Linked DNA regions of Mus musculus: all the other regions are linked to region 6. Evidence: chromatin contacts called from public Hi-C and HiChIP or PLAC-seq data. All regions are on one chromosome and are shown on one strand. Each heading gives the region's core, a stretch centred on a gene start, on an enhancer-like site or on the middle of the called end of the contact. The rest is flanking DNA. Distances are from core to core; before and after follow the strand shown. Region 1 has its middle 22 kb from the start of Gm29676. Region 2 has its middle 52 kb from the start of Gm33958. Region 3 overlaps 1700029N11Rik (RIKEN cDNA 1700029N11 gene). Region 4 overlaps Gm33958 (a long non-coding RNA gene). Region 5 has its middle 61 kb from the start of Gm29676. Region 6 holds the start of Jarid2 (jumonji, AT rich interactive domain 2).

What was found. Hi-C and Micro-C count contacts between places; a contact is called where the count stands out from the background. HiChIP or PLAC-seq counts read pairs in DNA pulled down with a chosen protein or histone mark.
Region 1: an H3K4me3 HiChIP or PLAC-seq map of forebrain shows a contact between it and region 6, with 5 times the contacts expected there. The contact joins the enhancer-like site here to the promoter of Jarid2 in region 6. A contact is called at or near these places in 13 of 39 promoter capture datasets (the HPC-7 cell line, HPC-7-derived erythroid cells, cranial neural crest and 9 more), 19 of 484 Hi-C or Micro-C datasets (the C2C12 cell line, the CH12 cell line, the G1E-ER4 cell line and 13 more), 33 of 115 datasets of contacts at active chromatin or transcription factors (DN3 thymocytes, the SCID.adh cell line, T-cell acute lymphoblastic leukemia and 23 more) and 3 of 9 other capture datasets (adipose tissue, liver and pancreatic islet).
Region 2: an H3K4me3 HiChIP or PLAC-seq map of craniofacial prominence shows a contact between it and region 6, with 5 times the contacts expected there. The contact joins the enhancer-like site here to the promoter of Jarid2 in region 6. A contact is called at or near these places in 7 of 39 promoter capture datasets (the HPC-7 cell line, cranial neural crest, liver and 4 more), 3 of 484 Hi-C or Micro-C datasets (muscle stem cells and nephron progenitors), 25 of 115 datasets of contacts at active chromatin or transcription factors (DN3 thymocytes, acute myeloid leukemia, astrocytes and 17 more) and 1 of 9 other capture datasets (adipose tissue).
Region 3: a Hi-C map of rod photoreceptor shows a contact between it and region 6, with 3 times the contacts expected there. The contact joins the enhancer-like site here to the promoter of Jarid2 in region 6. A contact is called at or near these places in 18 of 39 promoter capture datasets (the 3T3-L1 cell line, 3T3-L1-derived adipocytes, the HPC-7 cell line and 13 more), 7 of 484 Hi-C or Micro-C datasets (the N1E-115 cell line, adipose-derived mesenchymal stem cells, cerebellar granule neurons and 4 more), 25 of 115 datasets of contacts at active chromatin or transcription factors (CD8 T cells, the SCID.adh cell line, acute myeloid leukemia and 17 more) and 2 of 9 other capture datasets (adipose tissue and pancreatic islet).
Region 4: a Hi-C map of muscle stem cells shows a contact between it and region 6, with 3 times the contacts expected there. The contact joins the enhancer-like site here to the promoter of Jarid2 in region 6. A contact is called at or near these places in 19 of 39 promoter capture datasets (the 3T3-L1 cell line, 3T3-L1-derived adipocytes, the HPC-7 cell line and 12 more), 1 of 15 datasets of contacts at CTCF or cohesin (CD8 T cells), 8 of 484 Hi-C or Micro-C datasets (bone marrow-derived macrophages, brain, cerebral cortex and 4 more), 32 of 115 datasets of contacts at active chromatin or transcription factors (CD8 T cells, DN3 thymocytes, the SCID.adh cell line and 23 more) and 3 of 9 other capture datasets (adipose tissue, embryonic stem cells and pancreatic islet).
Region 5: a contact with region 6 is called in a Hi-C map of Th1 cells, with 4 times the contacts expected there. The contact joins the enhancer-like site here to the promoter of Jarid2 in region 6. A contact is called at or near these places in 13 of 39 promoter capture datasets (the 3T3-L1 cell line, the HPC-7 cell line, HPC-7-derived erythroid cells and 10 more), 18 of 484 Hi-C or Micro-C datasets (B cells, the C2C12 cell line, the N1E-115 cell line and 12 more), 28 of 115 datasets of contacts at active chromatin or transcription factors (CD8 T cells, DN3 thymocytes, Th17 cells and 22 more) and 1 of 9 other capture datasets (adipose tissue).

Annotation. Positions count from the first base shown.
Region 1 is chr13:44,280,045-44,284,652 of GRCm38.p6, forward strand. No RefSeq gene overlaps it. Among named protein-coding and RNA genes, the nearest start is that of Gm29676, 22 kb to the left of the region's middle. Within about 2 kb of position 2,732, at least 17 of the 459 cell types and tissues checked have an H3K27ac peak or open chromatin away from gene starts, as enhancers often do. A contact at or near this core is called in cerebellum, cortical neurons, forebrain and 2 more, where this site is marked.
Region 2 is chr13:44,345,475-44,350,412 of GRCm38.p6, forward strand. No RefSeq gene overlaps it. Among named protein-coding and RNA genes, the nearest start is that of Gm33958, 52 kb to the right of the region's middle. Within about 2 kb of position 2,392, at least 8 of the 459 cell types and tissues checked have an H3K27ac peak or open chromatin away from gene starts, as enhancers often do. A contact at or near this core is called in craniofacial prominence and second pharyngeal arch cranial neural crest, where this site is marked.
Region 3 is chr13:44,453,340-44,458,198 of GRCm38.p6, forward strand. 1700029N11Rik (RIKEN cDNA 1700029N11 gene) reads left to right here. Exons shown (of 4, transcript NR_045489.1): 2 at 1,873-1,952; 3 at 2,949-3,171; 4 at 4,102-4,228. Among named protein-coding and RNA genes, the nearest start is that of Gm34020, 15 kb to the right of the region's middle. Within about 2 kb of position 2,427, at least 27 of the 459 cell types and tissues checked have an H3K27ac peak or open chromatin away from gene starts, as enhancers often do. A contact at or near this core is called in the HPC-7 cell line, intestinal crypt epithelium, kidney and 1 more, where this site is marked.
Region 4 is chr13:44,382,131-44,386,479 of GRCm38.p6, forward strand. All of the region lies in intron 2 of Gm33958 (a long non-coding RNA gene), which reads right to left. Among named protein-coding and RNA genes, the nearest start is that of Gm33958, 16 kb to the right of the region's middle. Within about 2 kb of position 1,336, at least 9 of the 459 cell types and tissues checked have an H3K27ac peak or open chromatin away from gene starts, as enhancers often do. A contact at or near this core is called in adipose tissue, heart atrium, muscle stem cells and 1 more, where this site is marked.
Region 5 is chr13:44,318,570-44,323,514 of GRCm38.p6, forward strand. No RefSeq gene overlaps it. Among named protein-coding and RNA genes, the nearest start is that of Gm29676, 61 kb to the left of the region's middle. Within about 2 kb of position 2,667, at least 27 of the 459 cell types and tissues checked have an H3K27ac peak or open chromatin away from gene starts, as enhancers often do. A contact at or near this core is called in CD8 T cells, the N1E-115 cell line, Th1 cells and 3 more, where this site is marked.
Region 6 is chr13:44,728,447-44,733,436 of GRCm38.p6, forward strand. Jarid2 (jumonji, AT rich interactive domain 2) reads left to right here and starts at 2,825. Exons shown (of 18, transcript NM_001205043.1): 1 at 2,825-3,470. The coding sequence starts at 3,426.

The DNA.
Region 1 (4,608 bases), core at 1,482-3,981, 450 kb before region 6:
TCCCATGCAAATATCAGTACTGCTGGTACGGACAATGGCCATTGTTCTTAAAGAAGGAAAACGGATGAGTAAACAGACACTGACATAAGCTCTGTAGCCAAGGGAGATTTGGGGTACAGTGAGAGTACAGAGGTAGTTCCAGTCATGTCTACACAAGAATTTTCACATCCACTGTCCACTGTCATTGGTACCAGAATCCCTCCACCAGTTTCCGACTTAAATGTCACATAATGTTCATGTGTTTAAAGTGACTCAATAGGAAACAAATATCCACAGATTACCTGTCCCCACAGGCAAGACGTGGCAGAACCCCATCCTCTTCAGGCTCTAGAGCATTTTTGATCTCCATGCACAGCTGTAACCTTCACCATTGCCAGTCCAACCTCCTAAGACATCTCTGAGAAAGTGACTTCCGTGAAAGCCTGGACAGTCAGTGTGAGCTGGCCACGGTGACTCATGTCCAGGTATGTTGGGAGGGAGTTTGGTGTCACATCGCGAAGGCTGCTGACAGGGCCTCCCATCACGACATGCTCACATGCTGCAGCCTGGACTGAGAATCTTCCCCTGGTGGCCCAGGCGTGAGGGTCTGGCCTGTACCATACCAGCGTATGGTAGTTATGAAATGGTGGAACCTTGAAGAGGTGGGACCTAGTGAAGCTAACTGGGAGCAGGTAGGTGAAGGGGATATTGGAACTACAGCCCTTTCCCGTCTCTCTCTTTGGTTGCTAGTGGCAACAAGGTTGGATTCTCACTACTTATATGCTCCTACCATGAGGCATTGCTTCACCATAGGCCCAAAGGCAATGAGGCTAAGTAGCTACGCACAGCTACTCCCTTGAAACCTTAGTGTCCCATATGTTTTTTTTTTCATAGCGATGGAAAACTAACTCATTGTGCTTTCATTTATTCTATAATCTTAACTATACCAGTAGGTCATGTATCACTTGGTGACACAGATACCTTCTGAGAAATACATTGTTAAAAAGTCTCTCACCCAGTGATATAATCTTATAGGGCCACTGTCATATATGCAGGCCATTTTTAATGTGACAGATAACTACATATGAGAAAAGAAAGTTATAGACAGCAGAGGAAGGAGGAAGTGAAGAAGATTAAAAAAGAGACTTTGGATCAGCTTAACTTATGATTTTCTAGACAATAAAGTTAGGATGAGAAACAATTTCTCCATAATCATCTCTACTTAATTAGTGAATTTTCCATTCTCAATAAAGCAAAAGGGTTTGGCACACCAATAATTACACAGGCCAAACAGAAGGAAGGATGCCATTTGAAGGTCTGCTCTCAAGAGCTCATACTTTTTAACCAGAACCAAGGGAAAGAGACAGTCTTTTTGTCCACCCCAAGGCTCTGTGGTCATGTGCCTTTTTATATTTGCTAACTCATCTTTGGCTTATATCTGACAGGCACTTTTGAATCTATCAGCCATCCGTGAAGGCTTCTTAGTTTTCCGGAGAAATAGCCCTGTGTTCCAAAGAGAGACAGGCTGAACTTGAAGTCAGTTACCTGGCATTAAGTTGTGGAACTTAACAAGTGGCTTGAACATCTCTGAACTTTAGCTCTCTCACTTTTATAACCCTGACATATTGATGGCCACCTCTTCAGATTGCCAAGAGACTAAATGCAATGCATCTTGTCTTCTGAAACATCCGGTAAAACGGTTAGGTTCGTGCGTATGACAGCCTTCCGAGGAAAAGGATGGATTCTTAGAGATGTCAACCGCAGCATCAGCATCACAGACTAATCAGGTGTCAAGCACACTGGCTACTTACCGCGATGCCAGTCCACTGCTGAAGTCGGACCACTGCTGAAGTCACTGACTGTGAGGGTTAACTTTTACAGACAGCCTGACTGAACTCGTCATCTGTCACCTAGGAGAGACATCTCTGCACGTGTCTGTGAGAATACTCAGGAAGGGTCAGCTGGGGAGCAGAGACCCACCTGGGATGTTGATGGCACCATTCCAGGTACTGTACAGACTAAAAATGCACAGAGGGAGAAACCTATTGAGAGCCAGCATTGATCTCTCTGTCACCATCCCCCATGATATAAGCAAGCAGGCAGCCTCCTGCTGCCAGGCCTTCCCTGCCAGGATAGACCGACACTCAGACCCTTGCAAAATAAACCTTTCCTCCCCTGAGTTGCATCCCACCAGGTTTTTGCTCACAGCAGAGAGAACAATAACAGATACACCCATACAGATATTTTCCGATGAAATTAGAACCACCACAAAAGGAAGTTTTCACTTTATACAATTCACGCGGCTTTCATCCAATGGGATGGATAAAAACACTGTTTTGAGCATCTAGGTTAATAATATACATCACTGACATAAAGAAACGGAGAACTGCTGTAAGATAAAACAAACCTCTCCCGGGCCTTACGTTTTTGGTATAGAATCAGCGATGCTGTGAATGGCTCTTGTCCACACATTCTTCTGTTGCCAAAATGGGCCTTCCTCCTAGAATGACAGCCAGGCAGACGCTCAGCAACTTCCCCAACCATAGCTGGATGCAGCGATTGTCACAAGTGATGAAATATGATTAGCAAATTACAGCTCTGGTGTTTTATTTTAAGGGCACATAAAGAAAATGAATGGATTGAGCCGTTTTGCATTTTTTTTCCAGTTGAATCATTTAAAAATGACTGGGTAATGGAGAAGGCAAGAAGGATGGCTGGAAGAAAAAGGCACAAATAACACGCCACTTCACAGCCTATCAGCATAATTCATCCTTGCCTCCCGTCCCGAACTGTTGTACGGTGTTGCTGTACATGGCTAAACAGCTGCCATTTATTTCTGGCATCTTTATTTTAGCGCTGGAAAAATTGGCCTGGAATTCTCTTATTTTGTTTCATATAAAAGGAAAAAGATCACATGGGAGCCGCATCCTAGTTTCACATGGTGTTGTCGTTACTACTTAGGTCGCCCACAGGACTTGAGTAAAGGAGTCAACTCATCCTGTGGGTGTAGGATGTGTCCTGTCTTCTACCTTCAATAACTGCCCCGCTGCAAAGCCCGGGGTTTGTGAGATCCTGTCAGGATCCTCCAAATGCCTCCTACAGGAAACAGCAGCTGCTGCCTTTTGTGTCTGTGCTCCAATCCTAGACTTAGAACTCTTTACGCCTCTCCCACAGAGTTGGCAGGGAAGCAAAATTCCATAAGCCCCTTATTTCTCATTTATACGTGCCATTATAAAATTAGAGGCGCATTCCTTTGGAAATAAATTTGGCACTGAAACGTGACTACTGAAGCCCAGTTAGGGATATAGTGTGTTTGAAATTGTGAGGACTTGAAAGGCTAAGCAGGAAGAGGGCCATGAGTTCGAGGCCAGCCTGCACAGTTTGAGGCCAGGCTGACTACAGTGAGAGACCCTGTCTCCATAAACAATGAGAGAGGCAGGATCGTCAGAGGGAGAAGAGAAGGAGGAGGAGGGAAGGAAAGAGAGGGGATGGTGGGAGGGAAGAAAGGAAGTTTTAAGTACATATTTCAGACAGTAAAGTTATAATACTCAAAATGACTATAAAAAAGAGACTTGGGTGTGAATTCAAGCTCTACTGCATGCCAAACCCAAGATTTGGGAAAGTCATTTATCTTTACAGAAGTAAAGAATTTTTAAAGTGGATTAAGAAATATTACTTTATGGTACAAGTAGATTAAAGGGCATGGTAATATTTGGTAGAAGATATTATGATTATGATATGGGTTCAACACTAGTATTGCTCAAGTTAAATGCATGACTAAAATTGGATTATAAGGCAGGATGATGAAGCTATACCAATAGGTCATGAAGCAGCATTGATTAAAACAGTTTCTCCTTTCTGAATGATTCTAAATGCAAATCTTATGTTGTTCAGACATGTTAGAAATCTCTGACTTGTGGCTCAGTGAACAAGTAGCTTGCTATGCAAGTGTGAAGACTCCAATTGGATTGCAAGAGCCCATGTAGAACTGGGCACAGTAGTGAACATCCCAGCCCTCCTATGGGGAGATGAGAGACAGAGACAGGAGGACTTCTGAAAGCTCGGGAGCCAATGAGCTTCGTGTACCCAAAAGTGAACAAGAAATCTTGTTTCAAGCAAAGAAAGAAAGCAAAGACTGACATCTGAGGTTGTCTTTTGCCCTCCATGTGAATGCCATGACACGTGCATCTGTGTACACACACACACATACACACAAGTACACATATACACATACATATACAAACATATATACAAATACATATACACAGATATATATACGCCATACACACACTTACACATATATACATAAACACACATACAAGCCCACATATACACATAAATATACACACTCATATACACATACACACATCACCTATGTATAGAAATATTAAAAGTTAAATTAAAACCCTTATTGGTGGTGGTACACCACCTATAATGCTAGCACTTGGAAGACAGAAGCAGGAAGATCAGAAATTTGAGGCCAGCCTGGGCTATATGAGACTGATGTTTAAAAAACAAAACAGAATTCTTATTGACTTTTCAAATGACACTGATAAAGCAAGAGTGTACAAGTTAAACACTTCGGAAAAACATAATAGAAATAACAAAAGTTATGTGTAACTACCAAAC
Region 2 (4,938 bases), core at 1,142-3,641, 380 kb before region 6:
CTGAACAAGACAAACAGGCCTGCACAGCCATCAAAATCACTACACAAGTCTACAAGATAACTTTGTCAAGACCGATGGGAATTTACAGAAAAGTCTTGTGATGTGTGCAAGGAATTAGCAAACAGATAAGAAGCACCTCATTTTTTTTTCCCTAGAAAACTGCTGTCAAGTACTCAGTACCTGTGTGGAACCAGACGCCTGCCAAGACATGGACAGTGCTGTTGCGCAGATGTTCAGAAACTTGTGGAAACTCCTAATAGAGCCAGATGTAGGAGGTGAGAGGAATATGAAGTCCGTATGAGGTTCAGGTCCTCCTTCGGGAACCCCAAGGAGATTTAAGTGCTGTCCAGGAACAGAGATTCTACGGGGAGAGATCTGTGAAACTTAAAAACTAAACTGTCAATGGCCCTACAATATCTCAGGAACTCACAGCGCGAAGAATTCTAGACCCTTAAGCTCTTAACTCTCTACACATTTCAATCTTTAACACTTGGATCACAAGGCGAGACATCACGGTTCATGCCTTTAAATCTCAGAACTCGGGAGGCCCAAGCAAGAGCAGCTTGCTACATATCAAGTTTCTGGCCAGCCAGGACTACACAGATTCAATATTTGAAAGCCAAACCAAACCAAGTCTAGATTGCTACAGGAAGCACCTGAAACTTCTCTTTCTATCTCCTACCACTTCCTGAGAGTTGGCTGTTCATGGCAACACATGTGTTTCCAAGTTGGGCCGAGAGGTTGTACTCTGCAGTTCCCCATTAATGGTCACCCAAGTTTTTGATTGGAAAATAGAGGAGTTTTGTGGAATTCTGCAAACATACTGACCATCTCTTATGTACCAACCACTGAGTTAGGTTTTGGACACACACCGCTCCTGCCCTCTTGGAGCTCACATTAGGCTAGTGGGCAAATCCCTGTGAGGTGGCCCTAAGAGAGTGTCAGAGACCAGAAGGTTGGGTTGACACAATCCTGAAGCTAGGAAGGCTGACTCTGAGGAAAGAACGCATGCCAGGCCTCCATAGGTACTGAATTTTCTTATACGTGATACATTTTTAAAATGTGTATCTTTAGCCTTGTGGTGGTGGTGCACACCTTTAATCCCAGCACTCAGGAGACAGAGGCAGGCAGATCTCTAAAAGTTCAAAGCCAGGCTGGTCTATAGAGTAAGTTTCAGGACAGCAAAGGATACACAGAGAAACCCTGTCTCAGGGTGGGGGTGGGGGGCTGTTTCTTTATGGAGTTCATCATGTTTTGAGCCTGATATACATAGGACTGGCTAAGTCACACTAATAGACATATCTATGACGTCATATGCTTCCTTTTTTTTCCTTTTGTTCTGAGACCAGTTAAGATCTACTCTTTTAGAGATTTTCAGAAACACAATAAACTAGTAGCTGTAGTAAACGGTTGAATAATAGCTCTCTTGTTCTCACACTTCCTGTCTATTGAAATTTTGCCCCTTTGACCAATAACTCCATTGTCCTTTACTCCCCACCCTTTTCTGCCCAGCCTCTGGTCTGGCGACCTCTGGTTGCCCGAGTGTTCTGTTTTACATATGAGAGATTTCATGTAGAGTTTGTCTTTCCATGCTTGCTCAGGGCATTTAACATAATGTCTTCAGGGTTCTTTCATATTATTGTCAATGACAGGGCTTCCTTCTTCTTCATGGCTGAATGAAATACCATTGTATCCATAACACGTTTTCTTGGTGTGTTCAAAAGTGAGTGGGCCCTTAAGTTGAATCTATGTCTTGGCTATTATTAAGAGTACCACAATGAATAATGGGGGTGGGAGGTGCATATCTCTCTCCTATGTATTAATTCTATTTCCTCCAGATGTATGCCCAGAAGTGGAGCTTCTGAACCACATAGTAGCCCTCCTTTTTAATTTTAAAAATGAATCTCCATAATGTTTCCCATCATGGTTATACTCGATGTCACCTTTTCTTGACTCTTAATACAAACATGTATGTAAAAAAAAAAAAAACTATACCCACAATTCCATTGTAATATATACCAATGGGATTTTCCCCTTCTCAACAAACCACTTTCTTCCAAAAGAGGCAACTTAACAAAAAATCATGAAGCAATGAATAAAAGAATTAGTCCTTGACTGTACTAGATTGTGGGCTCAGTATGTAAACGAGCAAAGTTAGGGAAAGCAACGAGAAATGTGAAGAGCTTTGAGAAGAAATGGGCCTGGGAGACCTGAAATAGCAGCATGAAGAACAAGAGAGTAGCCTGGGAAAGTTCTCCTGCATGGACACAGGCACAGTTTGCTGTTTGTTTCTTTTTTCCTCCCCCCTTTCACCAGCACCAGTGCCCCGGGGAACAGCGCACTCTCATCAAGTTTTCTATGGAATAATTGAAGCCCTTACAAGGTTAAGTAAAACACTACAGGTCACCCAGCAAATTAGCAGCCGAGTAGAATTACAACACAGGCCGTCCTTCGCCCAACTCAGGGGCAGCGTCCCTGGGCTCCAAAGCTCTGAGTGTGCAGCAGAATGGAAAAAACGAAACTTTATCTAAGAAAAACGGAGCAAAACTGAGAGCTTCTGCAGGAAAAATTGGGCTACCGCTGGCTTCAAAAATACAGCCTCACTTCAGGCACCATATGACCCAGTTTGAAGGTACTGGGAGAGGCTTGCTGAGTATACATTGTCTTCTCCAAAAAGAACCATGTCTCTTGTTATTGTTTGAATATGAAATGTCTCCCGTGGACTCATGCTTTTGAGCTCTTGGCAGCCAACTGTTCAGGGAGATTACGAAACCTGTTAGACATGGTACCTGGGGCTAGCTTTGAGATTACAGGTTGGCCCCACTTCCTGTCTGTCTCTCTGCTTCCTGACTGGCAACCACTTATAGACTCTTGCTGCCCCAGCGGTAAGCCACTCTAGGCATTATGCCTTCTCTACCATGACAAACTGTGCCCCTGAGACAAAACGTTCTTACTCCCTTGTGTTGTTGCTGTTGATACTCTATCACAGACGTGAAAGCAACTCTAGATGCCTGAACGGTGAACATGGACACACCAGAGACGTTCCCAGCCAAGCAGTGCCCAGCTCTCACCAGAACAAGAAGAGGTGGTCCAGGGCGAGTGGATATTTCTTTCCAAACTTTACACTCAGCTATAATTGGGCCCTCCCTTCCAAACTCCAACCTTCCTAATAACTCAATGAATGGGCAACTTGTCATGCATGGGTTACTCTAAACCATAGGGAAGCCAGGCTCATTCCCATGTCCACCATCTTGGAGATCTTGAGGTTCACAAGCAAGATACAAGCTTCACACAGCATGAAACGGAACAAAGTGTCCCACCAAAATCTCTGTAGGACTGAGCTCCGTTGGTACATGAGAGTCAGTCTCGGGGAACCCGCTACCCTATCAGTGCCTTCTCGCCTCGGCCAACACATCATACCAACTTGCTCCTGTCTCTTTTGGCCTCTTCCTTGTCTCCATCCCTAGTCCTTAGGTTCTCACATATTCTAGCACCAGAACTGCTAACTCATGCATGACCCTGCATTTGTGTATGAATCCGGAGAGGATGCCAGTCTCTACGTTGGATCTTGAGAGAGGCCACTCTTGCTTCTTACCCCCACCGAGCTTCGGCTTCCACGGAAGGAGATGGACAAACCCGACAGCATCGACATAGGAAGGCTGCTATGAAAGGGAGTGGCCAACTATATACTTTGCAGTCATGGAGAGCCTCACTGAGCAGATTGCAAGTGTCCCAGAGCACTTGAAACTCTGGGACAAGCAAGGGGACAAGCAAGTGTTCTAGGTAGAAGAGACAGATTACACACAAGTATGAAGGAGAACTTAGACTTGAAGGAGAGTTGTATAATGCAGCCATGCTAGATAGTGCCGTGCTCCCAATAGGAACATCAGTAGCAGTCTTAGTGCAGTGGTCCCTATGGGACCATCAACAACAGTGTTGTATAAGGTTGATCTTGTGTTTGGAAGTGTCTAGTAACCCAGCCTCTCCTCCACTAAATGTCAATAAGTGCCTATTCTAACAGCCAGAGAGGTATGAATTCACCTCTATGCATGAGCTTCTCCTTGTACAGTTTGGGACAGCTTTAGTGCTACCCTAGTGGAAAAACACTAAAATCATAGTACAGTTCCACGGGAAGGAAGAGGACTATGAGCCCATGTCACATTGTAGGCAATGTATTCCTGCCCTAGAGCTACTGAAGCAAAAATACTATAAACTGGGAAGCTTAAACAACAAGGGGAAATCTACTAACAGTTCCATAGACTAGGAGCTCTAGATGAAGGGATCATTCCATAAGGCTGGCTCCTGTTGTAGTTTCAAACTAAAATGTCCCTCAAGATTCCTCTGCAAAAGCCTTAGTCCTCAGCATGCAGGGCTCTGGGGAAGTAATGGAAATGTCTGGGGGTGGAGCCTAGCTGGAAGAAGTAGGTCGTTAACTATGTGCCTTTCAAAGCTATAGCTAGGCAGGCCTTTCTCTTTCTCTCCTTCCCAACAGCTACATGTGAGCAGTTTTTCTCTATCAGGTCCAAAAATCATAGCACTGGGTGCACAGAAACCATGAGCCACTGGGCCAAGTAACCATCAACTGAGACCTCTGAAATTGTGAGCCCAGACAACTCCCTCTTCTCTTTAAGATGGTCTTCCTCGAGTATTTTGTCACAGTAACAGAAGGCTGCATAACAGTTTCTTATGATGCTTCAAATGGGGATTTGGTTCATGCTGTCTCTTAGCTTCTCAAGGCCTGTTGATGGCATTCACAACATGCCTTCAGAGCATCTTCCTTAATATACATCTGCCTCTCAAAGTCCAATTTTCCCCTTCTATGAGGATGTCAGCCATAGTGGTTTAGGATGTATCCAACTAACTGCATCTTCAAAGGCTTTATTTCCAAATGAGTTCACACAGACAGGTATTTAGGTCTTCAACTTGTTTGACAGATTG
Region 3 (4,859 bases), core at 1,177-3,676, 280 kb before region 6:
CTGAAGCTAAGACTTGGAAACAGATGGTATTCTAATATCTGCCTCTACCCAGACAAAAACCTGATTAAATCCACACTCACTCCCAATCACAGAGAGGGTTAGCCCACCACTCCTCTACCATAGTGGTGGCCATGATTACAGGGTCTGAGAGGAGCATGTCTGAGGTCGCATCACCTGGCCCAGAAGAAAGAAAGCATAGCAGACTCTGGCTATAATGTCCTCCCAGCATGAACATATTGCTGAGGGCTGACAAAGGAGCCGGGCAGCAAGGCCAGGGGCATCTATTTTGTTCCCTGCTATCTCTCCCTCTTGAAATAAGGAAGTTGTCACCCTCCCAGCAGAGAAAGAGAAGGGAATACTCCACTAATTGTTTGACCTTAGAGGGCAAAGTTATTATGAAGATGGGGTCTTCGGGGAGGGAACAAAATGTTCAGAAGAATGAGGTCTGTATTCATTCAGCCACCAACACATTCTGAGTGAGGATTCATCATAGAGATGCCGAGCTCCGGGCTGGGACCAGGCGCTACAAAGAGAGACATTGTAGACGATACCTATGCCCACTAAGCGTCCTTATCCAGATGTGGGTGGACTTAAAACATGTTAAAAGAATGGGGAAGGGCTTCTGAGCTGGGCTAGGAAGGGTGAGTTGGGCAGTGGGCAATCTCCTGTGTAACAGTTTTGCAGAAGAGGAAGGCCAAACCAGAACAAAACAAATGAGCAAAAACAATTATAAATACAGAGAGTGGACTGGGGTGCTTTGTCGGGTACAGAAGATATGTCTGCGTGGAGCTCTGAGCAGAAGGTGGGGGTGTCTAGTTAGGATTCCGGTTGCTGTAAGGAAACCCCACAACTGAAGTAACTTGGGGAGGAAAGGGGTTATCTGGTCACAGTTCCACGTCCCTGTTCATCATCAAAGGAAAGCGGGACAGGAACTCAAGCCGGGCAGGAACCTGGTGGCAGGGGCTGCTGACTTGGCTTGCTCGCCACTGCGTGCTCAGCTTATAAGATCCAGAACCATCAGCCCAGGGATGGCCCCACCCACAATGGGCTGAGCCGCCCGTCAGTCACTAATTAAGAAGATGCCCTCCAGGCTTGTCTGCCTGCAGCCTCCTCTTAAGGAGGAATTTCTTTAATCGAGGTTCCCTCCTCTCTGATGTCAAGTTGACATAAAACTAGCACAGGGAGGAAGGGTCTGATGGAGATAGGGTGAAACAGGGAGACAATTCCTGCCTGGTGGTGACCAGGCAATAGGGAGGTTTTTCGTTTTGTTCTGTTTTGTTTTGTTTTTTCAGCAAAACCACAGTGATTCTACTTGTTTCAGAAAGGTTACTGTGGCAACAAAGGAGATAGGGGAGGGAGGAGGGGAGGGAGGAGGGGAGGGAGGAGGGGAGGGAGGAGGGGAGGGAGGACGGAAGGGAGGAGGGGAGGGGAAGGATGGAAAGTCAAAGAACCTAACAGTTAGGATTAATACGGTGGGTCCAAGAGAAAGAGGTTAAGAAAGATGTGAACACAAAAGTAATAATAATAATAATAATAAAAAGTACGGTGATTCCATAGGCATCTGACACATCTGCACACACTAGACCAATCCGCTCACCCCCTGATAGCCAGGAAGCGACTAGAAAAAGAGAGGAAGAGACAGGCATCCGGTGAACTTTGAGATCAAACCTCCACTAACCTAAACTTTCCCAATAGGTTCCACCCCTTAAAGAACCAAAAGCTGAGGCCCAAACCTTTAACACAGGGTCTTTTCAACCTCTCTGCTTTCTAACTGGGACCATCTGCCTGCTGCCTTCCCCGCTAGGGTGGACCAGATCTTCTGCAACTGTCATCTGAAGTAAACCCTTCCTACCTCAAGTTTCTTCCTTTTAGGAATTACGTCAAGAAAAGCAGCAGACACAAGAACATGGCAGATTCAGGCAGAGATGAAGATGGAGCAGAGAAGCCAAGTCGTGAGCATGCGGGACAAAACTTGAGATCAGTGTAGGGGAAAGTCCAGTGGAGACCAGCTAAGGAAGAAGGGGGCTGGTCAACTAACCACAGAGAGCGTCAGTCTCCCCGCCCTTGTGTAAATAGAGCTCAAGGCTGTGCTACAGCTTCATAATGTTTGGGGCTTGTTCATTCAAGCTTGTCCTACCACATTCCACTCTTCTAAGACTGCCTGGGATGCTGAGTGACAGCAAAATGGGGACAGTCACTCAGGAGAGGCCAGCTTCCTCCTTGGGTAAAGATTCTCTTTCTTTGCCCTGGGATGAAGGACAATAGCGTCCATAGGAACCCCCTTTCCCAAATCTTGCAAAGGAGCTGCTTCACAAACACCCAGAATCTCACCTTCTTATGGATAAACTTCTTACCTTAAGCCTGCTCTTTCTAACAGCAGGCCTGCCAAGAGCTCCTCCCCCACAACATCTGCTCCCATTAACCACCTGGCCATCCGCAAGGCTCTCCTTCCTTCAGCCCTTGGATCTTGGCACCAGCTAACCTCTGTGCTGTGCCTCATTCCTTTCTGTAGAGTTTCGATTGATTTCTCAGAGTCCCACTGAAGTCTGAGCTAGTCTATGATGAGTCCCTTTGTTTTCAAGGTGTGAACTTGACACCTGACTTTGGTCTGTGTTGACACTTTTTAAAGTTATCTTCTTCGTCCTACTCATTTAGAGGAACGAGCAGAATTTTCTAGAAAGCTAAAGTCCTGCCTTAAAACACCACTATTTAATTCATTCAACCAACCGATATTTGTTGAGCATTTATTTACCGCATGATGAACACTGTGCTACAACACAGAGATTTTATACAAACGAGAGAAAATAACTAAAGAAGGCATTCATTCCCTGGGTCAAGAAATACACACGGGCCTCTTAGGGGTGGAGAATTTATATCTGAACTTATCTTGCTGATTTTGTTAGATGGATCTTGCTAACATGGCTTTGTCTGTCTACTTTTCTAAGCAGAGACTGCACTTGGTACTTCTCTGGTTGCTTCAAGAAAATACCTGGTGGAAGCAGGAGGGATTGTTTTTACAATCCATCATGGCGGCCAGATGCCACAGAGAGAAGATCCCAGAGTGTCTGGTCTTGTTACATCCACAGTCAGGGAGAGATGAATGATGCTATTCTCCTCCTTTTTATTCAGTCTGGGATCTCGGGCCATAGAATGGCACCACACACATTTAAGGTGAGTATTCCAAGTTCAATTAACCCACTCTAGAAACTCATAGCCTTCCCAGAGGTTTGTCTCCCAGGGAAGCTAGACCCTGTCAATTTGACAATCAATATCAACCATCACAGAAAGGGGTGAATAAATTCCAAAATATTTGTATTGGCTAATGGCATCGTTTGGGACATGCTGGTTAAAAAGAAGAACGTTGCTTCCCCATCCCGAACATGATAGGTGGTCCTATGCCCAGTAAGAAGTGTGCCAATCACCAGTGCCCTAAGTAAGGCAGTGCAAGAAGTACCAGGCAGTGAATGCCCAGAGAGCAGCTTCAGGACGTGGCGCAGAATGGCCTCAGGGACAGACTAAGCCAATTTTCTGGGGTTGGAGTTTGGGGAAGAGGGTTGGGGGAGAAGACCAGAGCTAAAAGTATAAAGAAGGCTATGTTGAGTGGAATGAGACCAACCACAGATCTGAGAGAATTTGAGCAACTGAAAACCAGAAGCATCCAGAACTGAAAGGGGCTAAGGAGAGAGAGGGGCAAGACATCCCATTTCCAGTTTCATCTTCTGTTTTATTATGAAGACAATAAAGTCTTGCCCTGGTTCTTACTTCAAAGAATACATTAATAAAAGAACATCTTTTTCTTTGTTTTGTTTTTAGTTAGAAAATCTATCCGCTTCCTTTGAAAGGCTGGCCATGGGGCACCCGTATTTGGCCATTCAAACAGTAACCAGTGCTAATGTTTGAAGATTTTTAAGTTGCTTGGGTGTGTGGGTGGGTGGTCAGTCTCAGACAAGATCTCACTATGTAACCCTGGCTGTGCTAGAATTTACCATGAAGATCAGGCTGGCCTTGAACTTGCAGAGATTTGTGTGCCTCTCTTCTCAAGTGCTAGGATCAAAGGTGTGCACCATCATGCCTAGACAATGTTTGTGTATCTCTTTTCAGGCTTCCAAGCAAGCTCATTAAAATGTCATCTATCAACAAGAAAATCTACATGCTGATCTATCACCAGTTTATATTATAGTACCCACCCTTTTTTTCTAGCAAGCATCTTTCATAAACAATATCTGTGAGACTTCTGCTTCCTCTTTTATGTTTCTTCCCACATATCTGTACAAGGAGGGGAAATGTCTGAAATCCAGGTAGGGGAGCAGAGCTTAGAGCATCCTCTGCTCCAATCGCAGAGCTTGAAAGAGCTGAGGCTGTGTGATGCTAAGGATCAACAAATGAAAGTTGGGAGCATCTCTCTGTTTTTGTTTGTGTTCGTAGGTTTTGTTTTTATTTTTAGACTTACTTATGTGGATAAGTGTTTTGCCTACACATATGGGTATGCACCATATTTATGAATGATGGCCATGAAGTTCGAAAGAGAGCATCAGATCCCCTGGAACTAAAGTTAGTGATGGTTGTGAATCACCACGTGGGTGCTGGGAACAGAGCCCTGGTCCTTTGCCAAAACAAGTGCTCTTATCCACTGAGACATTTCTGCAGCCCTTTGCTTGTGTTTTTAGAGACAGGATTTCCTATGCCTCTGATTGGCCTCAACCTTACTAAGTAGATGGAGCTGGCCTCCAACTCTTCATCCTCCTGCCTCCACCTCCCAAGTACTAGAAAATGAAATTGGGATAGAACAAACAAAATACATGTACAGACTGAAGTGTGCATAGAATCCCAATACTTCAGAGGATGAAGCAGGAGGATCT
Region 4 (4,349 bases), core at 86-2,585, 350 kb before region 6:
GAGCCCTGAGAGATCACCCAGCCATTCTTCTAACTTTATAAATAAAAGAGCAGATCTATGGGATTCTGTGACTTGACAGGGAAAATAACACAACCAGGTTTTCTGAGTCCAGTCCACAGCCAGAGGAGGTGGTTGGAGCATCCTTCAAGCTCAAGGTATGTGAGATGAAGCCACAGTAGACAATAAATGCGATGATGTCTCAAGGAGTGAGATCAGAGATCCCTCTCAGAGATGCTGTCTTGGTGGGGACGGACTCAGAAGTGAGAAAGATTTTAAGGAAGTGGCATCAGGAGAGACCTCTCCATTCACTGGGCAGGAGGAGGCTTAGGAGGCCAACCTAATTCCCATTCTTCCTTTAAACAGCTGAAAGCTCCTAACAGCCCTGCACCCCATCGGGCAAATGACAGACAGAACAATTGTCTTGTGGTCCCCTTAGAGCACACTTTGAGATTCCGTGATTCAAGTCTTTTCTTTTAAATTATTCTGCCTTCATCTTTAGCATCTCTTCTCTTGGGAGTTTATTGTTTGCGACAACCTATGTAGCCTCAAATTCAAGATCCTCCTGCCTCAGCTCTCCAAATACTGGGATCTAAGGTATAAAGCACCTACCCTGCCACCTTCTCTCTGATTTTAAACACACGAACCACCAACTCTTGCTCAGGAACCCTTTATTCCACGAGCATTCAGGTCTTGTCTGGAAGGGTGGGGGGATTTTTCTTTTGTTTTGTTTTGTCCTGAGTGTTAAGTCTCCTCAAGATTCTTAAATATAAACATCATTTTAAAGTATTAATAAGCTAGAGAAGGCCTCATGGTATAACCTAGTAATCTCTGCTACTTGAGAGGCTGAGGCAAAAGGACTGGAAATTCAAGGCCTACCTGAGCTCTGAAGCATGGTCAAGAACAGCTCAGGTAACTTAGTGAGACCTTAAAGAAAAAGTATTTACACACACACACACACATCACACACATCACACACACACACACACACACACACACACATCACACACATCACACATACATACATGAATGTAAGTTAGCAATAGAGTACTTGTTTACCATAAGTGGGTTCAAACCTCAACACACACAAACACACACACACACACACACACACACACACACACACACGATAAAAGAAAACCAACCCAAGTGTTCATGGACACTGCTCTGGTCTTAAACCAATATCAAATCCCACTCCCCTCCTGGAATCCCTGAAAGCATATAGCTTTTTATTTGCTAAGTTCTATCATGTGTTCTATTTCTGTAGCAAGACCTAGGACTCTCAGCAATTGCAAGTTCCTGGGACAGCACCGTGACTCCATCTGGTTGTCTCTGCCACAGCATGCAGCAGTACCAAATCACAGCGGCCTCCCCTTAAAGGGACAGCAGGCTCTCCTGCTTCAAGTCTGTGAGATTGCTTTAAAACACCAGTGTTCAACTGTTGCATGTATTTAAAGAACGTCCGTGGCCCCCAGAACCTCTGGGCGCGAGTACAAAATACTGTTCCGAGGGGAGCCCGCAGCAGCTCTCAGTGTTCTACTTGCTGTTCATTATCACGCTTTAACCAGCGAGACAGAGAGCGTCAACAAGGACCAACTATAAGAAACATATGATCCTTGTTCACACTTACATAAAATAGTGACAGTGCTGTTAGTAATTAGTCACCAGATCCTCTCTGCTTTGTTCTTTGGCATTAGTAATACGCCACATGAAGTTTTACACCAAATTAACATGACTCCCATTTGACTGTTTCGGAACACTTTGAAAATGTGCTGACTCCCTTTCTACAGGAAGAGATGCGTCTGGCTGAAGATGGGCTCTTGGATTGCTTGCTTCCGGCCTCGAGAACAGAGAGATCCCTTTCAGCCTGGCCCATAAAGATCCAGAGCCATACTGTCCTGGCTTGATGGCCTTTGGTGAAGGAGCTTGTCTAACACTGATAGCAGAAGCTATGTTGCTCTGCCTGGGGAACATAGTGAGATGGCTCAGCGGGTGAAGGCTGCCCACCGAGCCTGAATCCTGAGTTTGATATCAAGAATCCATGTGACTAGAGAGGAGAACTGACTCCCAAACCTTGTCTTCTGACCTCCACATGTGTTCTGTGAAATGGGTGTACTCAGGCAGGGACTCACACACCTAATGCTAAATAAATGGTATTTTTAAACTTTATTAACATTAATCCATCAAATAGTCATCTTAACAGATAAAAGAGATGAAGATAAATTCAGGCTATCGAAAGGACAGTTGCATCACTGGGACTCAGTTCTGCTCCATGGTCAGCTTGAGGACAGAAACATGAACCAGCATGCGTGGGATTAATGTTAAGCTGCTTTGTCATCAATGCTAAATCTGTTGATTCAGGTTTTGATTTCCTGTCTGTACAAAGCCATGTGTGGTAGCACAGGCCCGTTACACCAGTACTTGAAAGAATGAGTGGGAAGATTACACAGTTGAGGACCAACCTGAGATGCATGGTGAGTTAGAAGAGCTTGGACCACATAACTGGAAAAGAGAAAAGAAGGAAGGAAAGAAGGAAGGGAAGAAGGAAGGAAGAAAGGGAAAGGATGGTTATCCATTGACATCCAAACTCCTTATGACAGTGAATAGAATGGTAAATATATAGATAACTTCCATTTTAAAGAAAGAAAAATACTTTGGAGATTTGTGAGGATTCAACAGGATCCCAAACTTAGCTTCACATTCTGTTGCCAGAGAGTTGGTTTTTACATTAAGTAAAGGGGAAAACTGTCGCAGGATTTTCCCTGTCCAATTACATTAGTGCAGGGCAGGTCTGTGATTGGACAGGGAAAAGGGAGGCAGAGTTAAGAGTTGCTCAGACAGGGAGTGACTCAGGGTAGGAGAAGAAGGAAGATGGCTGCGGACATGAACCCACATGGTGTTTGCTAGCCACAAGTAGCTATGATTTCACAAGGCTAGAAATATTGGGATAAAGCTTTTATCATTATCAATTGGCTCTGAAATTATTTTATTGGCTTCTTGTAAATTGTGATTTTATTGATACTTAAATCTGATTGGTTAATTATGCTTTAAGAGTCTTGATTTTATCTGGTTACTGGGTATTGTGACATGCAACTATGAGGTTGGCGGTTCCAGTTAGCTACTGGAGTGTGGGATTGCTGACTACATGGGTTTCTGGCTGAGGAAGAACCAGGAGCTCCCTGGACAAGCAAGCATGGTCCAGCCCCTCAGAGAGATGGCAGGCTTGTTTTTAATATTTCCCACAACCGAAAATGGATTGTAGTGACACATGCTTCTAATCTCAACACTCAGGAGGATTGAGAGTTAAAAGCCAGCCTAGGCTACATAGTATGATCTTGTAAAACAAAGCCACAAAACCCCATTCACCCAAGTTTAATTCACTTTATCTTACAAATGGCCCAGTAGACAAAAATGTATATAATTTTTATGGATTTTTCTTGTTTCCTCATGATGTAATAACTAGAAATTTGGATCCAAGGCTTCTCATAGCCTATGTCTGCAGACTTTGGCCTTAGTTTTCAGATTCATCTGAAACTCCCAGATCTTTAACTATCAGTTTCAAACTGAAACAAGCACATCAGTTAGCTCTCTGCTGAGACAGGCTACATTGCTCTCTAAAGTTTTGTCATATGATCAAATATCTTTGATACTGTAAGTGTAAATCCTAGGATTATATTTAACCCTCTTCTTTCCTGTATTCCAATTTAATCAAATGATAAGCTACTATTGAAAATGGAAATTCTCGGGCTGGTGAGGTGGCTCAGTGGGTTAGAGCACCCGACTGCTCTTCCGAAGGTCCAGAGTTCAAATCCCAGCAACCACATGGTGGCTCACAACCATCCGTAAGGAGATCTGACTCCCTCTTCTGGAGTGTCTGAAGACAGCTACAATGTACTTACATATAATAAATAAATAAATAAATAAATCTTGAAAAAAAAAAAAAAAAGAAAAGAAAATGGAAATTCTCAGGCTGGAGAGATGGCTCAGGGATTAAGAGCACTGACTGCTTTTCCAGAGGTCCTGAGTTCAAATCCCAGCAACTACATGGTGACTCACAACTATCTGTAATGGGATCTGATGCCTTCTTCTGGTGTGTCTGAAGACAGCTACAGCGTACTCATAAAATAAATAAAAAGAAAGAAAGAAAGAAAGAAAGAAAGAAAGAAAGAAAGAAAGAAAGAAAGAAAGAAAGAAAGAAAGAAAAGAAGGAAGGAAAGAAATTCTACTGATCCACCACATAAAATCAAGTTTTTGAGGATTTTCTCCTCCTAAAGAGAAATTCCACTATTTCTATCACTATCTTTACCAAGTTTTTCTCTAGCTACATGAAGACAATGTTACCTTAAAAGAGC
Region 5 (4,945 bases), core at 1,417-3,916, 410 kb before region 6:
AAAGGCCGTGCGTGGCCCGGGGAGTGTTCAGCTGGCAAGCACAAGGACCTAAGTTGAAACCCCAGCATTCACAAGTTTTAAAAAGCCAGGTGTGGTGACACACTTGTAATTCCAGCCCTGGCGAAGGGGAGACAGGCAGACCCCCGGGGACTTGATGGCCAATCTGTCTTGCTTGGCAAGTTTCAGGCCAGTGAGAAACTGACTCAATAATAATGATGATGATGATAATAAATAAGGATGGTACAAATAGAACAACAGGCTGTCCACTGGCTTTTACCAGGCATGTATGTGCAGCATGTACACAGTCATAACCAACAACAACAAAACCCTTGGAGATCTCACTCGATAGAGTTAGAAAGGGGAACTGAAATGCTAGGAAACTTCGTGTCAGATGCCAGCAAAGGCCAAGAGCCATAGGGCACTGGAATTAATTCTAGAACACAAAAGAAGCCTCTTTGGGAGGTTAGCTTTTGACTCTTCTTTTTTCCAGTCGGTGAATAGCCATGTCTACTCTCGGGGCAAACCAAGGGTCCCTCCTCAAAACCTTGTGAGAAGACGTTGTTTACCCTGCCAGCAACGCCATCTCCATAGTTCTTCCCCAATGCCTCCAAGTGTCTCCTTGGCTTCCAAGAGCCCACGGCTTCAGCGAAGTAAGCCGGTCTGTTTTCAATGCTTAACTTTTAACACATGGCAAACGGATGGCACTTTGAACACGACCATCATCTGGCTGAGGAGAAAGCTGTTTTCCATTTCTGGCAACCCATACTTCTGGCTTATCATGACAGGAGGAAAGGGGCTGAAATTACACTTGGGTTGGATTGCGTTGATCACATTTTTCCGTCTTTGTAGCTAAAAAAAAAAAAAAAAAAAAAAAAAAAAACTAGAAAACTCTCCTCTGGTGTTGCAGAAAATGGTAATAGAGTTGACACCACTGTTGGCATTCCGACTAAACTGCATTCATGAAAGGAAGTAGTAGGTTAGCGTCTTTCATCTTTTCTCCCTAAAACACAGCATGGTATCGTAAAAGCTAGGACTGGACCAAGAGTTTTTAAAACGTTGATGGCCTACTGCGCATGCTCACTGGGGGTGGAGTTGGGCGGGGCATGGGTAGGTATGATTGCCTGGTACTCATACTCACTGCGGGTGAGGAAGGGTGGGTAGGTAGGATGGTCTGGTGTGCTTGCTCACTGGGGAGGATGTGACTTGGAGGGGGCATGGGTAAGTATGATGGTTCATCTTTACGGTCAAACATAGTGTTGCCTTCTCTGCTTCCTGCCTTATCGGATTGAAGCTGCTGTCCTTTGCCACTTGCTCTGGACACCAGGATATTCTGCCCAATCACATGGGACCAAAACTTCTGAAACCAACAGTCATAACACATCTTTTCCACCTTTATGCTGTTCTTTAGGTGTTTTTTTTTTCCTTACAACAATGAGAAAAGAAGCTAAAAACAGGAAGTATGGCATCTTTCAAAAGGCTACTTTCAACCCTCCTCGCTCTGCATGCAACAGTTAGCATTGCAGTAGTGAATATCACAAGCTACGAGGCTTAATGTTTAAAAAAAATATATTCCTCATAGCTTTGGAATCCAGTCCAAGATCAAGGAATTGACAAGGCATCCCTGGAATCTCTCCTTGGTTTGTATATGACAATCTTTCCCCCAAATCATCAAGTTATCTTCTTTTGACACAGGTCTATGCCCTAATCTCTTTCTATATGGATACTAGACTGACTTAGGGATGGATCACCCATATGCCCTCATTTTAAGCAGTGTCGCCTTCTGAGGTGCCAGAAGTTAGCACTCCAACAAAGAGTTTTTAAAGGGATGTAACTTACCCCTCCCACTCCTTGGAGGGACTTGGTACTCAACTGAATAAACTCAGCTTCATTTCAGCTATAACAGACTCAGTCTGAGGCCTGGATTCATAAAGGAATAGAGCCGAATGCTCATCTGATGTCTGACTTGTTGTGGTTTATGCAGAACAACGCCAGCAGAAGCGGGGAGGACAGTGATGTCACTAAAAAGCATTCTCTTAGAAGGAGACCAGCTTCTGTGATCCCAGGGGGCATTAGAACCATGATATCCTTCTCTAGAAAAGAAATTATTGGATTTTTTTAATTTACATTTCAAATGTTATCCCCTTTCCCAGTTTCCCCTCCCTTCCTGTAAACCCCCTCTCCCATCCTCCCTCCCTCTGCTTCTATGGGGGTGTTTCTCCACTCACCCACCCACTCCCACCTCCCTGCCCTCCATTCCCCTATACTGGGGCATCTATCCAGCCTTCATAGGACCAGGGACCTCTCCTCCCCTTGATGCCTGACAAGGCCATCGTCTGCTACATTTGCAGCTGGAGCCATACGTACTCCCTGGTTGATGGCTAAATGCGGCAGGATGGTGTGAGCACTTTCTGACTGCACTCCTTCACCCCACCTCCCCTGGGACCTTCATTAAGGTTCTTCTCAAAAGGGATTTCCCTCTCACATCTACAAACATCAGAAAGGAGTGGAATGAGTCGCCAAATGATCAGAACGAACGTTTTCTCATGGCACTTTCTCCTGAGCAAAAACATGACTTCTTACGTGAGCAAAACGAAAGAAAAGTGATAGCAGATGACTAACCAGGGTGACAGGAAGATGTATGGGTGTTCGGGACATCGGGAGCTTTTGAAGCACGCAAGGCCGGTGCTGAAATGAGAGTGGGTGAGCAACCGCCCTCGCAAATGGAGCACAGGAAGAACTATGAATAAGACGCATACACACACACCAAAAAGACGTGTGTAATTTGCAGTGTGTAGCAGTGGGCTGACCATGATGGTTCTAAATACCCTCTGACACATTTTTACAGAGGAACCGGGTGGCTTTATTCTAGATGACAATCCCTTGCTAATTACCCTTCATGCTGACTGATAGTGGCACTGTGAGTCACCAGGGTTCTCCCGTGGAGCCCTGTTTACTCATGGGCCATGTGTTGGCTGTGATTGGGACGTGAGTGAATCCAGAAGCCCTTGATTACAGACCTCCATGTGGGGGATGAGGGTCCGGGTGACATCATGGGTCATGGACTGAATTGCACCCCCACCCCCCACCCCCAAACAAAAGCTGCATTGAAGTCTTAAGCCCCAGTTCCTACAAATGTGACTCAATTAGAAAGGAAGCCATTGCACATGTAATCGGTTAAGATAAGGCTCTATTTGATCAGGGAAGAGCCAACATCCGATATGACTGGAAAAAAGCAGAGAGAGAGAGAGAGAAGGACACCAGGAAGAGAACCATGGAGATAGACATTGGAAAGATGCATCTACAACCCAAGGAATGCCAGTGCATCCATTACTTTAGCTAACAAAAGGAGCCTATGGGAGAAAGGATTTATTTTGACTTATGGTTTTAGAAGATACAGCTGGTTCATAATGCTGGAGCCATGGATGGAAGGGGGAACGTGGGAGACAACTGATCGGCATGGCCTCTCCAGTCAGGGGGCAGAGAAACGTAAATGCTGGTCCTCAAATTGCTTCCTCCTTCTTCATCTTATATTCAGTCTGGCATACACATATACTTACACACGCATGTGCATGCACACACACACACACACACACACACACACACACACACATGCATGCACCAGCCCTTCAGGGTAGGTCTTCCCTGATCAGTTAATAATCTTTGGAAATAACCTCATAGACAACAACAAGGGTGTGCCTCTCTTATGCTGTGGACACTCTTAAATCTAATCAAGTTGTCAATAAAGAACTGGCCATCACAATCTGAAAACACCAAAGTCTGGGGAAAGGCAAAGGATTCTCTCCCTTTGCTTCAAGAGGTCAAGCCTTTGGAAGTCGGGGAGAAGAAGCGTTGCTCCTCCAGCCTACTGTACTTTGCAAAAGCAAGTACCCATACTGTGGTTCCCAGTCACAAACAAGCTTTGAACCCCATGGTCCTCTGCTCCACAGCTTCTAAACTGATAACTCTTCATAATAGTCCCCTCTTGAGCACAGTTCCAATATTTCAAAAACATGCAGACTTTTACTTTTCTTCTTTCCCTCTCCTCCACATTAGACACAAAGATGCCACAAGTTGAAGATGCCAGAGATTGTCCATTTTCCCCTCTCTGAGGTCTTAGCACTGGTGGCTGTGACCTGGACACAGCTCCAGACCTTCATCTTTTGCTGGGACTTGAACTCAAGTGATTTTAGACTCGATAACTAGAATTCCATTGTCACCAATGTTTTAGATTCCAAGGCAATGACCAAGAACGGGAACAGCACTGGAGAGATGGCTCAGTAGTTAAGGGCACTGGCTGCTCCTCCAGAGAACTTGGGTTTGATTCCCAGCACCCACAAGATGGCTCACACCATCTTTAGCTCCAGTATCAGGGGATACAATGCCTTCTTCTGACCTCTGGGAGCACCAAGCATGCATGTGATACACAGACATCCATGCAGTAAAACATCATAGTAAAAACATTTTTTAAAAACCTGAAAGAGGTGGAAACATACTTTCGCTTCTTCCTTGTGCTATTCTAGGATCTTGTTATAAAAAAATGAAATGGAAAATGTTTCTTGAATAAATAATTTTGCAGAAAGTAAAAGAAAGACTGTCAGGGGCTGGAATGATGGTTCGGTGGTAAAGAGCATCGACTGCTCTTCCAAAGATCCTGAGGTCAAATCCCAGCAACTGCATGGTGGCTCACAACCATCTGTAACAAGACCTGGTTTCTTTTTCTGTAATGTCTGAAGACAGCTATCGTGTACTTACATATAATAAATAAATAAATCTTAAAAAAAAAGAAAGACTGTCAGATAAGACTATAATCCATTAAAGCTGTCAGTCAATTAAGCTACCAATTAGGTTTTGTTTTGTGTGTTTTCACTATTGTTTTTACTTTTCAAACAGGCTCTCACAACACAGCCCAGGATATCCTGGAGCTGATTATATGTATCCCAGGCTA
Region 6 (4,990 bases), core at 1,575-4,074:
CAGAGAGGACGTCAGTGCTAGCATGTGGTTCAAAGGAATCCATTCCTAGTTCTCTCAGGAGTTAAAAAAAATCACAAGGAAAAGCAAATTAGACCTCCTAACAAAATAAAAGATGGGAAGCAAAGCTAATACTTGGCCTGGCCTGGAGGGTGGAGGTTGGAAGTCATCAGGAGATAGTTATTCCCACAGCAGGGAAGACTGTCAACCACAAAGGACAATCCATTTTCCTTTTCAAGGAAAACAACACCAGCATTATCTAAGCCTTATGGAAATGAGCAAATTCCTCCTCTACCACCCCCTTAGGCCTCAACTAACAATGGTTTTTCACACTTGCCTGGGACTTGGAGTTGGTAGTCTAGCAGGAGACTTCACAGGCCTAGGACTGAGAACCCCAAACTTGTCCAGAGAAACCACCAGAAACTCACCTTTGTTCTTATTTAATTGACTGGGGTCTGACAGATATGACATTACATTTGCACAAAGCTGTTTAAAATAATAACGACGTGGAGAAACAGACACCTCTAGTGTACAGGTCGTAATGATCCGAATGGGTTTGGAAAGCACCTTGTGTCAAGACGACCATAAAGTCACTTGGGTGGTCAAAACTGAACTGTAAAATAGAAATGTATTCGATCATTCCAACCAAACGGAAACAGTGAACAATTTGTGCATTATTTAAGACACACAGGCAATTAATTTTTCTGCTTGTAAAATGAACATGAGTTTTAGAAACTTAAAAAATAAGACAAATAATGAGGTATAACTTTTTAAAAATAAGGGTGTCTTATGTCAACTCATGAAACAGTCCAATAACCTGCATGGTTCTAAACTAGGGTTTTGTTACTTTATAATCCTCTCCATAAGCTTTGGCCGGAATCAACTTGCAGATGTGGAAACTGAGCAGCTTAGGAAAGCCATCGCTCAACTTGTCTGAAGTGGCCACTGTGACCTCTGAATCCATAGGTGTTAACTCGCTTTTTTAGAACCTTCTAGACACCATGACTAAGTTGCCCTGTTGCGACTAACAGTGGAATGGTCGTGACTCGGGAGTGCTTGTTTTGGGAACCGACTGCCCGGGAGGAGAGAGAGGAAGAAGCCAATGTGTGTCTGCAGGTGGATGGGAGAGGCTCCAAGCCTTTTCGCTTCCCTGAGGCTAGCCAGTCAGATTTGAAAAGCAGGACCTTGAAGACCATAGGTTAGAACCAGGAAATTAGCGCCGAGGCTGGGAGCCGTGCTAAAGTTCCTGCGAATGCCCCCGAGAGCGACAGCAGGGCCTGCGATCCATTGATCTGAGCGACTGGCGAGCCTGGGCAGGGCAGGGGCTGGGGCAGGTAAGGCTGCGGGGCACAGACCATTGGGCTCTCGGGCACTCAGTGTTCGAGACGCTTCCTTACGGGCTGCCTGTGTTGGGGGGTCGGTCTCCATTTTTCCGTTCACGGTTTCACCTCGGCGTTGGGAGTCTCGGTCGCGGACAGCCCTAGTCCTGAGGGTAAAGACCCCCTTCACCGTCTCCAGGGACGGCGGGGCTTCACCTCGGAGCCACCGGCGACGGCCTAGGGTCGCGTCGGCCCCGGGGACAGGGGCGGGCACGCGGGCCGGCGACCACGAGGCCGCGAGCTTTCGCCGGGAGGCTGCCCCAGCCGCGTCTGCCTCGCGCGTGGGGTCGCGTGCGGCCGCGGGCCGGCTTGGAGCCGTGACCTCGGACCACCCCGGCGGCCGAGCGGCCGCCCGCTTGCTCGGCACACGGGCGCTTGTCCTGAGGTGACACCGCCGGCAACGGCTGAAGCAAGCGGGCGCTGCCGATCAGCGAGTTCGCACCGAGCGAGGATCCCTCTTGGTGCGTGGCCCAGTTTGGCTGAGGACCCGCTCCAACCCCTCGCTGACACCGCCCCCCGCCGCCGCCGCCGCCACGCTCCGAGGCCTTTCCCCCGGGAAGCCTGGCGGCTTGCCCTCGCGGGCCCGCGGGCGCGCTCTCGCGCGCCGATTCCTCGATTCCACAGGCGGTTCGCGCCCGGGGTGGGGGCGGGGCGGGGCGCGCGGGGCCGGGCCGAGCCGGGCCGGGCCGGGAGGGCGGCCCCCGCGGGGAGGGGACTGGGGGGCGGGGCCGGCGTGGGGAGTTCCTCGCTCCCGGACCACACGCTCCGCGGGCCAATCCCGAGCCAGCCTCTAGCAGTGTCGCACGCGGGACACGTCCAAGCGTTTGTTGGCAGGGCCCGGGGAAGGGGGAGGGGGAAGCGATCGGGGAAAAGGGAGTTGAGTGACAGGAGGCGTGGGGCACGCTGGGAATTGTAGTTCTTCGCTTCCGTGGCCATAGCCATTTTGTAGTCAAGGGACTACAACTTCCAGAAGATCAAGGGGACTATTCTAAGGTGCCCCGGGAATAGGCGGCTCTCCCCCGGGCCGGGCGTCCTGGGGCACTGGTACCCAGCTGCCCGGCTGCAGGTAGACGTGAGGGCAGTGGCGAAGGTTTGCATGCGGCGACTGTTGGGTGAGCGGACTGCGGGTGGGGGGGGGGGGGGGGAAGGGGCTGAGGTGGAGCGACCGAGCGTGCCATGCATTGAGCTAGGGAGCCTCTCTCAATTCCACGACTGGGCTCGGCGTGGGAGAGGCGCCTGACGGGCGGCCCGCAGAGGCTTCGTGGAGGCCTTTCCGGGGTCTCGTCGACGGGGCTGCGGGAGTTCTCCGCACCGGGCCGGGGCTTGTGGGCAGAGGTTAGGCAGGCGTGCGGGGGGCTCAGCTGTGGGAGTTTTCGGCTGGCGGGAGGTGGCGAATTAGCCGAGGAGCCCTAACTTGTATAAAAGCAGAGTCCATTTAAAGTTGGGCTGGCTAGCCTCTCTCTCATTGGTTAAGGGGCTTGGAAAAAAGAGACTCGGCGAGCCCTCCGCTGTGGTGCTGCCGCCGCCACCGCCGCCGCTGGAGTTGACTCTTCTGCTCGCACTGCTGCTGCAGCACAAACGTGACTTCCAACATTTTAAATTTATCTTTTCCTTTTTTCTTCTTCAAGATGTAACTACAGATCAGATACTAAGGACCTTCACGTTTCGCTGATGTAGTTTTTGGAAGAAAAAGGGGGGGAGTGAAGGGCGTCGGTTTTTTTTTTTTTCTTCTTTTTTTTTCTTTTCTTTTTTTGTGTCTGTTGTATGTTTCGGGGGAAATTTTCCATTATGAGTGTTTTACTAAAGTGAATTTTTCTTGTTTGCTTCGCTCGTCTTTGGCTCTTTTTATATTTTTTCTTTTATCCTTCTCAATTTCGGATTTATTTCAAGGCGAATCTGGTTTTGGGGGAAGAGGAAGAAAAGTCGGATTACAAGATCAACCACCACCAACAACAATAAAAACCACCAGGATATTTTTTTGCAAATTTCTGACGGCTTTAAATTCATGAAGCAATTGTCCCCTTTTGCAATCAGCATTTGGATCTCAGAATGAGCAAGGAAAGACCCAAGAGGAATATCATTCAGAAGAAATACGTAAGTGCTCTTAACAACACATCCTTTGGCTTGCAGTTTTAAGCGATGGTTGTGAATGTCAAGTTTATAGATAATTCTGCAGCTGAAAGGTTTTAAACAGCGTCCGATAAAGCTCTTTCTTTTCCGAAAGGGCTTTTCAGGCAAAGTCGTGTCTGCCTAGTTTGGTTGAGAAAACAGACTGGTGTAGAGATACCTCAAGTATATAAATTGACCTCGAATGACACAACGTTGATGTAGTTTTGGTGAAAGGCAAGGGGTTTTGGTGGAGGTTGGGGTTCTGTGTGTGGGGGCCCCCGCAGTGATCTAACTGCATTCTCGGGCGGATTTGGTCCCATATTGCACTTTGCATACAAATGAGCCTGTTATTAGTGTTATTTGGAAAATCGTGTAAGGTATGTGTGTTGGAAGCTAAGTTGCAATCCAGAGTACGATTATGGCGATCTTCTAGCACTGGCACATCATTTAATATATGTGGCCCTTTTGGCTTATCTAGCTTGCAACATGACCCAGTTGGGAATCATGTTACTGGGAATGCATTTATTGGTATTGACTTTTATAAAGAGGCTGGTTTTGGTTCTAAAGATTCATGGTTTCTAGTTTGAGGGGAAAAACATAGCTCATGTAAAAGTATATGTGTGCCTGAGTGAATGCATGTTAATACGAATAATTTCTCCCTGAAAACTGGGTTTCTGAGATTGGGTTGTGATGGTTAGGTTTGTTTTGTGCACAGTATAGCAGCGTCTTGCTTGGCATAGGGAGTGTTTTTGTTTTGTGTAGTGGCTTTTTTTTTTTTTTTTTTTTTTTTGTAAGTTTGGGGGGAGGGAGTAGAGAGGGAAACCAGGGGATTAACCAAATATGCACTCGAGTGATCCGGTGGTTAGCTGCGTATGCTTTAGAGCAAAGTACACTTTTTTCCCCCAGAAAAAAAAAAGGCCCTTGAAGATAAATAAAGAACAATGCGACCCTATGAGAAAGTTTTATTTAACTAGGGTCGATGATTTGGTCTTAATATTTTTCCTTTTTGGTTAGAGAGGAGTGTATAATGGGAGATGACCTTCTGGGCAGTGGTTTTGTTAAATGTGTACACACACACACATTTAATGGAAAACCTGAATTTCTCCCGGAGAGCTGATCCTAATCTATACACGTAAACTTAACTTGAAAGAAACGTAAGATTAAATGAAGCTCAACTTACAAAGCCTACTCCATAAGGAATTTAAGAATTAAAATACATCCGCATTGCAGTGGGCCGGGTAAAGCGCAAAGGACTAGTTTAAACTCGATGTGTAGAAACTGCATGGACACACAGCCTTGCCTTGGAGCGTGGACTCCTTCCCAGAGCATGTCTCCTGACGTAGCCACAAAGGATATGGGGTAGAACTTGGGACGAGAACCCCCACCCTATCCCGGACCCCGATAAGTTGGAGAACACCGTGGGTAGGCATTTTGTTTTTTTGTTTTTTTTTGCTGGAGGCCAGCGGACCCTGTGGAGTCTGGACATCCGGCCGCAAGCCGGCGGT